4 separate regions of the Mus musculus genome follow, and all the other regions are linked to region 2. The links are chromatin contacts, called in public Hi-C and HiChIP or PLAC-seq maps. All regions are on one chromosome and are shown on one strand. Each heading gives the region's core, a stretch centred on a gene start, on an enhancer-like site or on the middle of the called end of the contact. The rest is flanking DNA. Distances are from core to core; before and after follow the strand shown. Region 1 overlaps Papss1 (3'-phosphoadenosine 5'-phosphosulfate synthase 1). Region 2 holds the start of Hadh (hydroxyacyl-Coenzyme A dehydrogenase). Region 3 has its middle 22 kb from the start of Gm36520. Region 4 overlaps Gm36443 (a long non-coding RNA gene).

What was found. Hi-C and Micro-C count contacts between places; a contact is called where the count stands out from the background. HiChIP or PLAC-seq counts read pairs in DNA pulled down with a chosen protein or histone mark.
Region 1: a contact with region 2 is called in a Hi-C map of muscle stem cells, with 2.1 times the contacts expected there. The contact joins the enhancer-like site here to the promoter of Hadh in region 2. A contact is called at or near these places in 1 of 484 Hi-C or Micro-C datasets (muscle stem cells) and 4 of 115 datasets of contacts at active chromatin or transcription factors (the 230-238 cell line, bone marrow-derived macrophages and embryonic stem cells).
Region 3: a contact with region 2 is called in an H3K4me3 HiChIP or PLAC-seq map of bone marrow-derived macrophages, with 2.5 times the contacts expected there. The contact joins the enhancer-like site here to the promoter of Hadh in region 2. A contact is called at or near these places in 2 of 39 promoter capture datasets (the SN4741 cell line and pre-B cells) and 7 of 115 datasets of contacts at active chromatin or transcription factors (the 230-238 cell line, bone marrow-derived macrophages, embryonic hindbrain and 4 more).
Region 4: an H3K4me3 HiChIP or PLAC-seq map of pro-B cells shows a contact between it and region 2, with 7 times the contacts expected there. The contact joins the enhancer-like site here to the promoter of Hadh in region 2. A contact is called at or near these places in 3 of 39 promoter capture datasets (hippocampal neurons, pre-B cells and second pharyngeal arch cranial neural crest) and 10 of 115 datasets of contacts at active chromatin or transcription factors (the SCID.adh cell line, bone marrow-derived macrophages, embryonic basal ganglia and 7 more).

What each region holds. Positions count from the first base shown.
Region 1 is chr3:131,594,321-131,597,035 of GRCm38.p6, reverse strand. The region is part of intron 5 of Papss1 (3'-phosphoadenosine 5'-phosphosulfate synthase 1); the gene reads right to left. Among named protein-coding and RNA genes, the nearest start is that of Gm36917, 8.1 kb to the right of the region's middle. Within about 2 kb of position 1,350, at least 22 of the 459 cell types and tissues checked have an H3K27ac peak or open chromatin away from gene starts, as enhancers often do. A contact at or near this core is called in muscle stem cells, where this site is marked.
Region 2 is chr3:131,270,822-131,273,521 of GRCm38.p6, reverse strand. It overlaps Hadh (hydroxyacyl-Coenzyme A dehydrogenase), which reads left to right and starts at 1,421. Exons shown (of 8, transcript NM_008212.4): 1 at 1,421-1,646. The coding sequence starts at 1,515.
Region 3 is chr3:130,872,557-130,875,256 of GRCm38.p6, reverse strand. No RefSeq gene overlaps it. Among named protein-coding and RNA genes, the nearest start is that of Gm36520, 22 kb to the right of the region's middle. Within about 2 kb of position 1,301, at least 25 of the 459 cell types and tissues checked have an H3K27ac peak or open chromatin away from gene starts, as enhancers often do. A contact at or near this core is called in bone marrow-derived macrophages, where this site is marked.
Region 4 is chr3:130,795,339-130,798,038 of GRCm38.p6, reverse strand. The region is part of intron 2 of Gm36443 (a long non-coding RNA gene); the gene reads left to right. Among named protein-coding and RNA genes, the nearest start is that of Gm36443, 7.3 kb to the left of the region's middle. Within about 2 kb of position 1,323, at least 57 of the 459 cell types and tissues checked have an H3K27ac peak or open chromatin away from gene starts, as enhancers often do. A contact at or near this core is called in bone marrow-derived macrophages, pro-B cells and regulatory T cells, where this site is marked.

The DNA of each region.
Region 1 (2,715 bases), core at 101-2,600, 320 kb before region 2:
TATTCCTATGTTCTTACTGCTACTGTAGTGACAGAAGAAAAGAAGATATGAACATTCTTTACCTAAGAATCTGCGATCTGTGCCCCAATTCTAAATCCACAGCCTGGAGCGGGCTTCCTCACCACACGGTGCCTCTATTCCCCAACCACTTAAAAAAGATCAGACACACGCTCTCTAGGGCTGTTGTGAGAACGAGGTGGCATGGTGTCTGAACTGAGACGCTAGCCTTTACAGGGATACATACTGCCCTAAAGGCTTCCCATAGACTTGTTCATTTGTCCTGAGACCTGCCTATCAAGGCGTGAGAAGCCATCACTGTCTGCCCCTCTACAAATGAGGGCTCTAAGGCTGGAGACATTAGCAAATGCACACTGTACGCCTTCCAGCGCACTTAGCACACCGGTAATAAATGAGATGGTGATGGCGATACTCCCTGTGTCTGTACATGCTAGGGTCTGGCTTTAGCTCCTCACGTCAGTCCATTCGCTCACAGAATTCACAGTAACCTCCAAAGCAGGTACTATTTCTAATGACTAATTTAAAAATGATGCCAGAAATAAAGTCATTTCTCCAAGGCCAAAAAAAAAAAAAAATCAATTGATAGGTGTTAGAGTTGGAACTCCAACTCCAAAATTATCCTTTAGATTTCCCCCATTAAAAACTAAGCTATGAAACTTTACCAAATGCCTTGTTATAATTTATTTTCAAAAATAAATTCTGTTAAGCATTAATAAGTCTAAGGGTTTCTAGTTTATGTAAAATCTTTCAGCGCACTGATAATGTTCTTCACAAAAAAGCTTGTCAGCACTTCCGTTTGGCCTGGAAAAGTTCTCTTGATGAGATATGAACAGCTGTAAACCTACTTCTTCAAGCCCTCTTACAGTGCGCGTACAGAGAGCCTCCCTCCTCTGCCATGGCCTTGGAGCTCTTGGCACTTGGAAGATCAGAGTATACGGTGTGGGAAGAAATGCCGTGGGGTGTCCACAAAGCCAGTCTCAGCCCCACCCTGGGAAGAGCCACTCTCCAGTTGCTTGTTTTGCCATTTCTTTGCTGTATTACACGGTGGAAGGGTTGGGGAGGGCACCTGGGGCGGGGGGTTACTGAAACTCTCCCTTCTCCCACATTTATTGGTGGATAGCTGTCAACAATCTAGAGAGGTCAGAAGAGAGGCACTTAGTAAGCGTCCTTCCAACTCCATCTGATACAATGCGTATCTAATAAGTATTCTAATTTCTAGCTGGTTTCCTCTGCCAAGATGCAGCTCCCAAAAACCAATGACTCACGGCAGTAGGGCCGGCCCACTGCGATGTTCCAAGCCCATGGCTGAAGCTGTTGGAGTAGTACTCTTTCCTCAAATAGGGGCAAGCCCTGTCTCTTCAGAAACACAACGGAGGGTCACCTGACTCTGCTTGCCTGAGCACAGCAAGATCTTGCAAAGGAGCCAGTGTTGCTACAACTAAAAGGCTCCTTCGACCAGACCACATCAGCCCACAGACACACAAATGATCTGTGGAGAAAGCTGCGTGTCTCCAAGGTGACTAGGGAGAGGCAGAGATAACACCAGTGACTCCAAACGATCTCAGAAAGGAATTCAGTCGCAAGCACTGTGCTTCATACATACATACGCGAGTTTAGTCATATGTGCCTTCAAATGTCAACATGGAGGCGATAGTTATGTTTTCAAAATCAAGCCGCCGGAAAATATTTTTATTTTTCGACCGAAGTAATTTTTCATCACATGCATTCAACAAAATTCTTCCCTTTGCAGGTTCATATCTAACGATATTTTAAATGGATTTTAGCCTTACAATGTGGTATATATACATTTCTTCTGGAGGAGAACCAATGCTAAATATAAGATCAAGAGTTTGCTTCTGCTGGAGAGATGGCTCGGTGGGTAAGAGCACTGACTACTCTTCTAAAGGTCCTGAGTTCAAATCCCAGCAACCACGTGGTGGCTCACAACCGTCTGTAATGAGATCTGACGCCCTCTGCTGGTGCGTATGAAGTCAGCGACAGTGTCCTTATGTATAATAATAAATAAATCTTTAAAAACAAAAAAGAGTTTGCTTCCGTTTTCTTCTGAAAAGATGAAGCAAATGCTTCTGGAATGAATACAAACACCATGAGCAAGGGGGAGCACTCCAGGGGAGCACCAAACACCTGCTCCTGAGCACTGGGGAGCACTCCAGGGGAGCACCAAGCACCTGCTCCTGAGCACTGGGGAGCACTCCAGGGGAGCACCAAGCACCTGCTCCTGAGCACTGGGGAGCACTCCAGGGGAGCACCAAGCACCTGCTCCGTGGAGGCGAGCCCTACAAAGTCTGTGTAGAGCCGAGGCAACTACTTAACAGAAGTACAAAGTGAACCTTAAAAGTGCAGACACAGGGCTGGAGAGCCGGCTCGGCGGCTCAGAGCCCTGGCTGCTCTTCCACAGGATCTGGATTCAATCCGCAGCATCCACATGGCGGGTCACAGCCATCTGTAGCTGCAGTTTCAGGGGATCCGATGCCGCCTTCTGGTCTCTGCAGGCACGAGGCACACACATGGTGCACAGACAGAGTTGCAGACAAAACACCCATACACATATTTTTTTTTTTTTATTTTAAATGCAGACACAGCCAGTTTCTACCACATTCTAATCCAAACCTCTGTCTCTAAAACCAGCACTAAACACCCAAAAGGACTGATACTCGCTCGAAGTGAGACTGGCTA
Region 2 (2,700 bases), core at 172-2,671:
AGAAGAAAGAAACAAGAAAGGATGAAGAAAGAAAAGAAGGAAGGAAGGAAGGAAGGAAGGAAGGAAGGAAGGAAGGAAGGGAGGGAGGGAGGGAGGGAGGGAGGGAGGGAGGGAGGAAGAAAGAAAGAGAGAAAGAGAGAAAGGGAGGAAGAAAGAAAGAAAGAGAAAATTATAGTATCACAGCACCAAACTTGGATTATACTTCATCTTTCCAAATGACAACTAAGAGTTGCAACCCTCTCATCAAGCCTCCTGGAAATGTGCTGTCCTCTCTCAGTGGCAACTCAGCCATAGGGGCCTCTCCTCTCTGTCTTGCATCTTTCCTCAGACTGCTGTACACATTCCTTCCTTCCTTCATAAACGTGTTCATTCTTCAAGCTGTTGGGTTTCTGTGGGTAGCCTTCTACCTCCGTTCCTAGTATCTTTTATTTTATTTTATTTTTGTGACTTGGCTGGAATGTAGCACTCAGTAGGCTTTGCTTATTTTGAAGAATTAAATATAAAAATAAGATTCAAAGGGTCAATGCAAAACATAGCCCCTGCTTCAAAGGGAGTGCAGGAGAGTCTCTTCCCAGCCACATGCAAGAGCCCGAGGCAGGGAACAGGCATGGAAACAATTCTGAAGGACAAGGTTCACTGCTGACAGAGTTACATAAACTTTTTATAGCTACAGAGCAAGAAGGTCATAAAGCCATCGGCTTACAGAACATTGCTGAAGACCCTGGGCAGGCAGGTTACAGTGGAACAAGTAATTCTTTTCCTAGGGTTTTATGCCGGTGTTTGTTTGTTTGTTTTTGTTGTTGTTGTTATTGTTGTTGTTGTTTTAACTGTTTTAGTTTGGGACGGATGGGAGCAAGTGGTCTGCTAGGCAACACATTGCTTAAGTTCGATGTAACCTAAGTTAGATACAGAGGTGGGTAACTAGAAACAGCCCGAGAGAACTTGGACTCGAGCTCTAACATTCAGACAGGAAGTTAGTTTTATTCTGCAGAATGTGAGACACAGATGAGACTTTTGCAGGGAGCTTCATTGCACACAGGATTAACTATCATTTCTTCCAGTGGGGTGAAAGGCGGATGGCTTTCCTCTGGACGGTGAGTTTGGGGGCACCAGATGAACGCTTAGAAGTAAAACCAGCAGTAATTCTGTTATCACTAGCACAGTACTAGGCAGAAAGTTGGCCAATAGCCAGGCTTTCCCTTCCTGTGTTCTCTATCCGGGGTTACCGTCCTCATTCTAAACACAATTCTCACGATCACAACTCCAGCCCACCAGATTGTGAAGGCAACTACAGGTTGTCTCTTGGTGGGTCCCTGCTTTGCCGGAGTCCATGCTGGCCTGAGTCCTGGCACCGCCCTCTGGGGGGGGGGGCGGGGTGGACCTGCAGCTTGTGCAGGAGGCGGGTGGGTGGGGCGTGTTCGAGGCCCCGCCCCCAACGTCGCCGACCCCGCCCACGACGCTCCGGGACCTCTCGCGCTGTCCCCACTGCTCCTCCTCGGCTGCTGCACTGAGCTATGGCGTTCGTGACCAGGCAATTCTTGCGCTCCATGTCCTCCTCTTCCTCTGCGTCGGCGGCCGCCAAGAAGATCCTGATCAAGCATGTGACCGTCATCGGCGGCGGGCTGATGGGCGCCGGCATCGCGCAGGTGAGCGGGCCTCGCGCCCCGGGTGTGGTGGAAATAGTTTGATGAAGTCCGAGAAGGTGCAGCATGCTTCAGTGTCCCAGAACTACAGCCTTCGGCCCGATCCTTACGTGCATGCTTCTCAACTAACTGCCGGGCCGGGGAAGGCTCGGTGGAGCGCGCTGGTGCACGCGTGCACACTGGAGCTGAACTGTGCACAGTTGTGCGTGCAAAGTTGCAGAGTGTTTGCTCACTGCCTGGATCTGACAGGAATCCGCTCGCCAAGACCTGGGCTGCGGTTTCTTTTAGTTTTCCTGATAAGTTTTTTCTTTGTTCTTTCTTTCTTTTTTTCTTTACAGTTCTTTGGGTGTTGGTCTGGGCACTTTTCTTTCCAAGTGTCCTGCCTCTCCCACAAGTTTCCTTCGTTGGCCTTCACTTTTGTAACAGTTTGGAAAGTCACCTAGTGGGAGTTTGTGGAGTTGCTGGGACTCCGCCCAGGCCTGGGCCAGGAAACTTTGACCTTTGACCCAGTGCCCGGTGCTGAAATCTGCGTGCTTGTCCAGCTCTGAACCTCAAGAGAGTGGGCGACAGAGATAAGCATAGTTTATGCTCTGAGACGTCTCTAATCTCTGATCGGCTTCTGTGGGACTTTGCCTGGTGCCAGCTGAGGCACAGTTCAAAATCAACTGTGCAGTTTGGCTACTGCGATGTCTGTAGTACCATTTTCTCTTAAGAGTTAACTTCCTACACACAGTAGAGAGCTCTGATCTTTTTCCATGAACTTGCTATTATATTCGTATCTTTTGAGGCCTTTGCAGTTTGAGTGTTGTGGCAGTGAAGGGCTTACCTAATTTTAATTAGGGAGGGTATTCGCAGGTCAGTGTCTTTTCCCAACCAAATGCACACTTGCATGCTTGCTATTTATTAGCCTTGACTGCACTTCCTTCCAAAGTCCATTAAATTAAACAACAAAAACCATACATGGCTATGCTGGAGAAAATATAGCTAGTCTGCTGTATCCCTCTGCACCACAAAAACTCAAGGCTGTGAGGAATGAGATTGGTTGTCCAGGTCCAAG
Region 3 (2,700 bases), core at 52-2,551, 400 kb after region 2:
GTCCTGGAACCAATCCCCCGTGGAAACTGAGGGACAACTGTATTTGATTTTGTCAAATAATTTAAAATGCTGAATACTTATGGTTAGGGAATTCTTGATGTCTTGCATTTCACATAAAAAATTCAGGCCTTTTACTAAAATATGTTTAACCACACAGAGCTGCATTTAACTTCTGGATCTGCCAGAGAGTATCTCTGTGATCTTGGGCAGCAGAATTACCCAACTCCTCCTATACTGGGAGCTTTATTAAGATCAATGCGTATTATCCATGAAAACCTGATTTTCACTTAATAAGTCTCAGCGGTATTAGCTTTCCCTATCCTTTCTCCTGATCAGCACAAAAGGCCGTTCATTGAACAAAATTTTAATATTTGGGGGGAATTATTTCTTTTTAAAAAACTAACTAATTAATTTTTATTTTATGTGCGTTGGTGTTTTGCCTACATGTATGTCTTTATGAGGTTGGATTTCCCTGGAACAGGAATTATAGACAGTTGTGAGTTTTCATGTAGGTACTGGGAATTGAACCTGGGTCCTGCTTTTAACCACTGAAACATCTCTTCAGGTCCAAAATTATTCTTTGAAAATCAAATTCTAACTGGCACTTGAATCCGTGCTAGCCATCAATGTCTCTTGTATGCCGACAGCGAGAAAATTCCAGTCTTCAGATGTAATTGATAGATAATCTTTAATAGTGCCCTTAACTCTCTATAAAATCATCATATAACCAGCGAGGTCATACGCAATCTCTAATAACACTTTAAACAAGCAATAATATGGGCACATGTAAGTGCTACCATGATTATTATCGATGATGATACTATTGGTTAAGAGGAAAACCAACCAAGTAGGAATAAAGTAGACTAGGCCTCAAGTTGTAAACTACCCCAATTCAGTAGAGGGGGTGCGGGGGTGGAAGCAGGATGAAAATCTTACCTGTAATGAAGGGGTGTGTCATTGCCCCCCATTGTGTCCCATCCTCAGGATCACGAAGGCTGTGTTTACAGTGCAGTCTGCAGATTGGCGTGCCTTCTTCTGGGCAACCACTGGCAGTTGTTTCCAGAGTGGATGCTGCAGCATATAACCCCATGAGATGTAGTCGCTGTCTTCCAGCCCTGACCTTTCCCCTGTGGTCAAGAGTTTGGGAAGGACTTGGGACGGAGTCTGGGTTAGTAAGATACAGCGTGATTTTCTTTATCAGAATGGGAATCAGAATGGGAAGGCTGTGTGACTGTGTGTCACAGTCATGAGGATTCTGACCAGGAAACAGAATAGGGAAGAAGCACAGAACATGCCATGGGGGCCCCCTTTCACTTCCTCACGGGGCTTCTGTATCACTTGTAATTTGAGCATCCTTCCAGAGTATCCGGAAGACACGGGTTTCATCAGAGCCGGGCTGGTCTCAGTTTTCAATGTTACTTTCCAAAGTGGCTAACGTGCTTATGGATAATGTTTCAGTAGAGCCTTCGGAGCTGCGTTCCAGACCCTCTACACCGCGTGGATGACAACATACCTGTCTGTACGGCTCATACCTTGTATACCTCAGTCTTCAGTCGTGGGCCAGGCTGAGCTTCGAGCACCTTCTGCAGCCACCTACCTCTGTACTGCTATCTCTGTGCCACAAAACCCAGGGTGGTCCCCACTTTCTTCTCAGGTTACAGATGCTCCACCTTCTCCTTCCTGCGGGCTGTGCACTGGCCACAGTTGTGGCTGAAGAGAACGGGCGGGCGGGCGAGCTGAGGACAATGCCCTCCTTGGCTTCCGTGCCCCATTTACAAGCTTTAGTATGTGGGAATGGTGTAGCTTGGGGTGTTGGGAAAGGGATGGTAATGAGTACCTCAGAGTCTTGTACTGAGCCTGGGGGACTTCACATTTTGGCCAGATGCCAGCCCTACTGGGTAATGGCTAGATACAGATAGTAATTTCAAGAGAAGGGAGTGTGGATTGAGAGGGAAGACTCCAACGACCCAGATCCCATGAACAAGTATTGTCAGCTGCCTAACAGTGCCCTCACACATGTCAAGGACAATAAGAAAGCCAAGTACAGATTTGCTTTGGAAATCACAGATCCCATTTTTTCACATCATGCGAAGGAACAGGCAGTGGTCCTAGAAAAGAATCAAACCAACTTAACCCAATTTGTCACCAAATACAACAACACATATCCCTAAGTAATTGAGTGGGGACATTTGTAGTCTCCCCTCCCTCAGCCTGCTTGCTCAGGGGTGGAGTTTCCCGCTCAATCGTTCTGCCACGCTTACTGCTGGAACCTGCCACTTTGCTGTTCCGAAGCCATCACGTGATCACCCTGCTACTGGACTCCAAGATTATTTGGCGGGAATTGGGCCCCTCCCCCTTCCTTTATAACTGAGTGCCAAAATAGTAAAAATTGAACCTTGAGCAGAGAGCTTTGTCTTGGTTCCTTCCTTAACTAGCGCAGCCCAGCCCCTCTTCTCTTCCAGGTTTCCAAAATGCCTTTCCAGGCTAGAACCCATGTTGTGATCTACTGGCCAGACACAACAGACATTCTAATAAAATTCTTCAGGGACGTAAGTCACGTCGGCAAGATAACTTTTTGAGGTGCTGTTTTACATTATTGCTCAAACTTGATAAATCTCTCATTTGGCTATATAAAGTTAAAGACGATTCTGAGAGCTGCACTGTATCTGATGTCCATTGCTCTAAAGACATCATGTGTCT
Region 4 (2,700 bases), core at 74-2,573, 480 kb after region 2:
TTAAAAGCACTTGCTGCTCTTGCAAAGGACTGGGTTTCATTTCCAGCATTTACATGGCTGCTCGCAAGCAGCAGGAACTCTAGTTCTAAGGTATCCAGTGCCTTCATGGTCTCCTCCTTCAGGGACACACCAGGCACACAGATAGACAAACATTCACACATACAAAATCTTTGAAAAACAAAGTAAATCTTAAAAGAAAAAGTAAGGGGCAGGGAGCCCCTAAGGATGACCCGATGCTTAATAAAATCAAAGCGCGGGGTTTTGTTAGACATTTCCCTGGTTGGTTCAAGCAACATATTTTCCCACAGCCATTTGGCACACTCCTCTTACACATCCACACAAAGGAAAACATCATCTGAAGAAATAGGTTCAATTTCCTAAACTTGACACCCAGAGTCCAATTCTGAGTTAAGTACATCATCACTGCCCGTGCCTCCAGAGTGCTGAGGGGACAGTGTGTCTGCAAAGAGCTCTTGTTTTAGCCGTGGGATTTCCTCTCAAGCCATGGACATCAGCACTAAGACGTCACTCCCCCAACAGAATACTAGATACCAGACAATGATCGTTTGCAGGCCTTCCTCCAATGGTCCATAAGAGGTCAGTGGACAGAAATTCGAAGAGCCTCATTATGCCAACCGGTAAAACAACCAACCCCAGGGCAGCATCTAGCTGACAGTTAACTGTGAGCTGCCTCAATGGGGGATCATTATAATTTTAAAGTTAATGAAATATGAATAAATGTCTGGCATCAGATTGACGAATATGATATGTGCTTAGCAAATCCCTGAGAACGGGGAAGATGGCTAGGTGAAAACTATATAGGAAGATAGTTCTAGGAAGTCCCGCCTTAAAGTATGAATGAGTCTGCACTCAGCCAGGTGGTGCACAGCTGTAATCTCAGCACTTGAGAGGGGGAAGCAGAAGGGTAGAGAGTTCAAGGCCATCCTCTGCTACTAGTGAGACAGAGGCAGCCTGGAATGCAGGAACCTGGGGTGCTAGGGGCAGAAGGAAAGGCGTGGGGAAGGCCATACATACAAAGCAGAAAGAAGACTGGCTTTTACAGAGCAAAGGCTAAGAATTAGAAGTCAGTAAACTAGCTCATATCAACTGAAGAGTGATTCTCATTAAACTAGGTATGTGTGTGACTAAAAGTAACCAATTAAGTGTGTGTGCCTAAGCAGTTCTCTGTTATCTGCTAATATGCCTGCGCCTGACAAACCAACGCCCACTGGCTCCGATATCCACAGAGTGTAATCACCCGGGTTCCGGCACTCTTCTGAGACATGTGGGTGATTGGGACTGAGGAAACAGTGGGGAAAGTGCCACATATAGTCTAACAGAAACAGGAAATAAAACAGCATTCACTCACATAGGTCACTGGGGCATGCAAAGGGGGACTCCTGTGTGCTTTCTTCCGGTTTTAGAAGAGCAAACCGCTGAGGGGGACCCGGGAGCAATGTCTGCCAATTGGCTATGTGTCAGAGGCAGCCACCAAGGAGAGGTTCTTAGTGTGTCAAACCCCCGTCACCTGGATGGTGGGGATGGTAATATCCATCCAGACAGGAGACACTTTAGAGTTTTGATTGTTTTTGTAAAAATAAAAAAAAATACTAAAATGAACAGCTTTCAGGCTGATAGCCAGGCTCATTTACACACACGAGCAAAAGCCCTGGCTTCACAATTAGCCATCTGTTGAGATGGGGACATCCTTACTAATTTCATGAACTGGACTTGGAGGTGGACATCATTGGAAGATGTACTCATCTGTTGAAGGCCAAAGCAGATCTTAACTCCCTCCAGCTCCAAAGAGGAGCCGTAAAAGCTAGGAGAGAACAGAGTGTGGTGTGTCAGTGGAACCCACTCTGCTGGGCTGTTTCCGTGTCCCGTCCCGTCCCCCCACTTCCCCCCAGGGCTGGCATTCCAGCAGGCACAAAATAAAGGGCCCACAGATCCCACCAAGTTTAGTACCTGTTCGTATCTCTTTAGAAATCAAAAGGGAAAGGTGGAACTTTTGAACAGAAAGTGTGCTGTAAGGTGCAGGTTGAATGGTCATTATTCCAATGTGGACGGACAGTTTTCGTTTCATTTTTTTAAAGAAGAGGTGCTTGTGAAAGTTGTCATAGGCCAGCCTGTAGTATGGAATATTCTGGGACTATACTGCCAAAAATCTACCACCTCAGACCTACAAAGCAGTTTTAGTGTAAGGATCCACGATTTGCTGAAGAATAGCATTCTGAACTCAGATAGTATGTAAACAAGGAGGGTTTTATTCTGCAGAAGTCCAGCATGCTGGGATCTCCCCATTACCAAGAAAGAGAGACGCCCAAGTGAGCTTGCAGGCCTGATTTAAAGCACATCAGGGAATTCTGGGGTAGGTGACCTCTGTGTTAAATCTGTTGGGTCCGTCTCTAGGGACATCCCATTACTGAGGTGTGGGGGCTGGAAACCTGCTGGGAAGGTCTGGGAACTGTTACTGAAAAAGTAGCTCAGGAAGTCTGGAAACTACTGCTGACCCATGGTCCTTGCTTCAGGCCGGGCGGCTGGGACATTCCATGACCTGGGCATGAAGGCTGGAGCCTGGGTTTTTTTCTATTAGTAATTGACTTCCCTAGGCATGCCTGGACTTACCCAGGTTTTAGGCCTAGTCTCCTTGACTGTCAATTTGAAGTCTGTCATGGAATCTGCCCAGCCTTCTCTTTC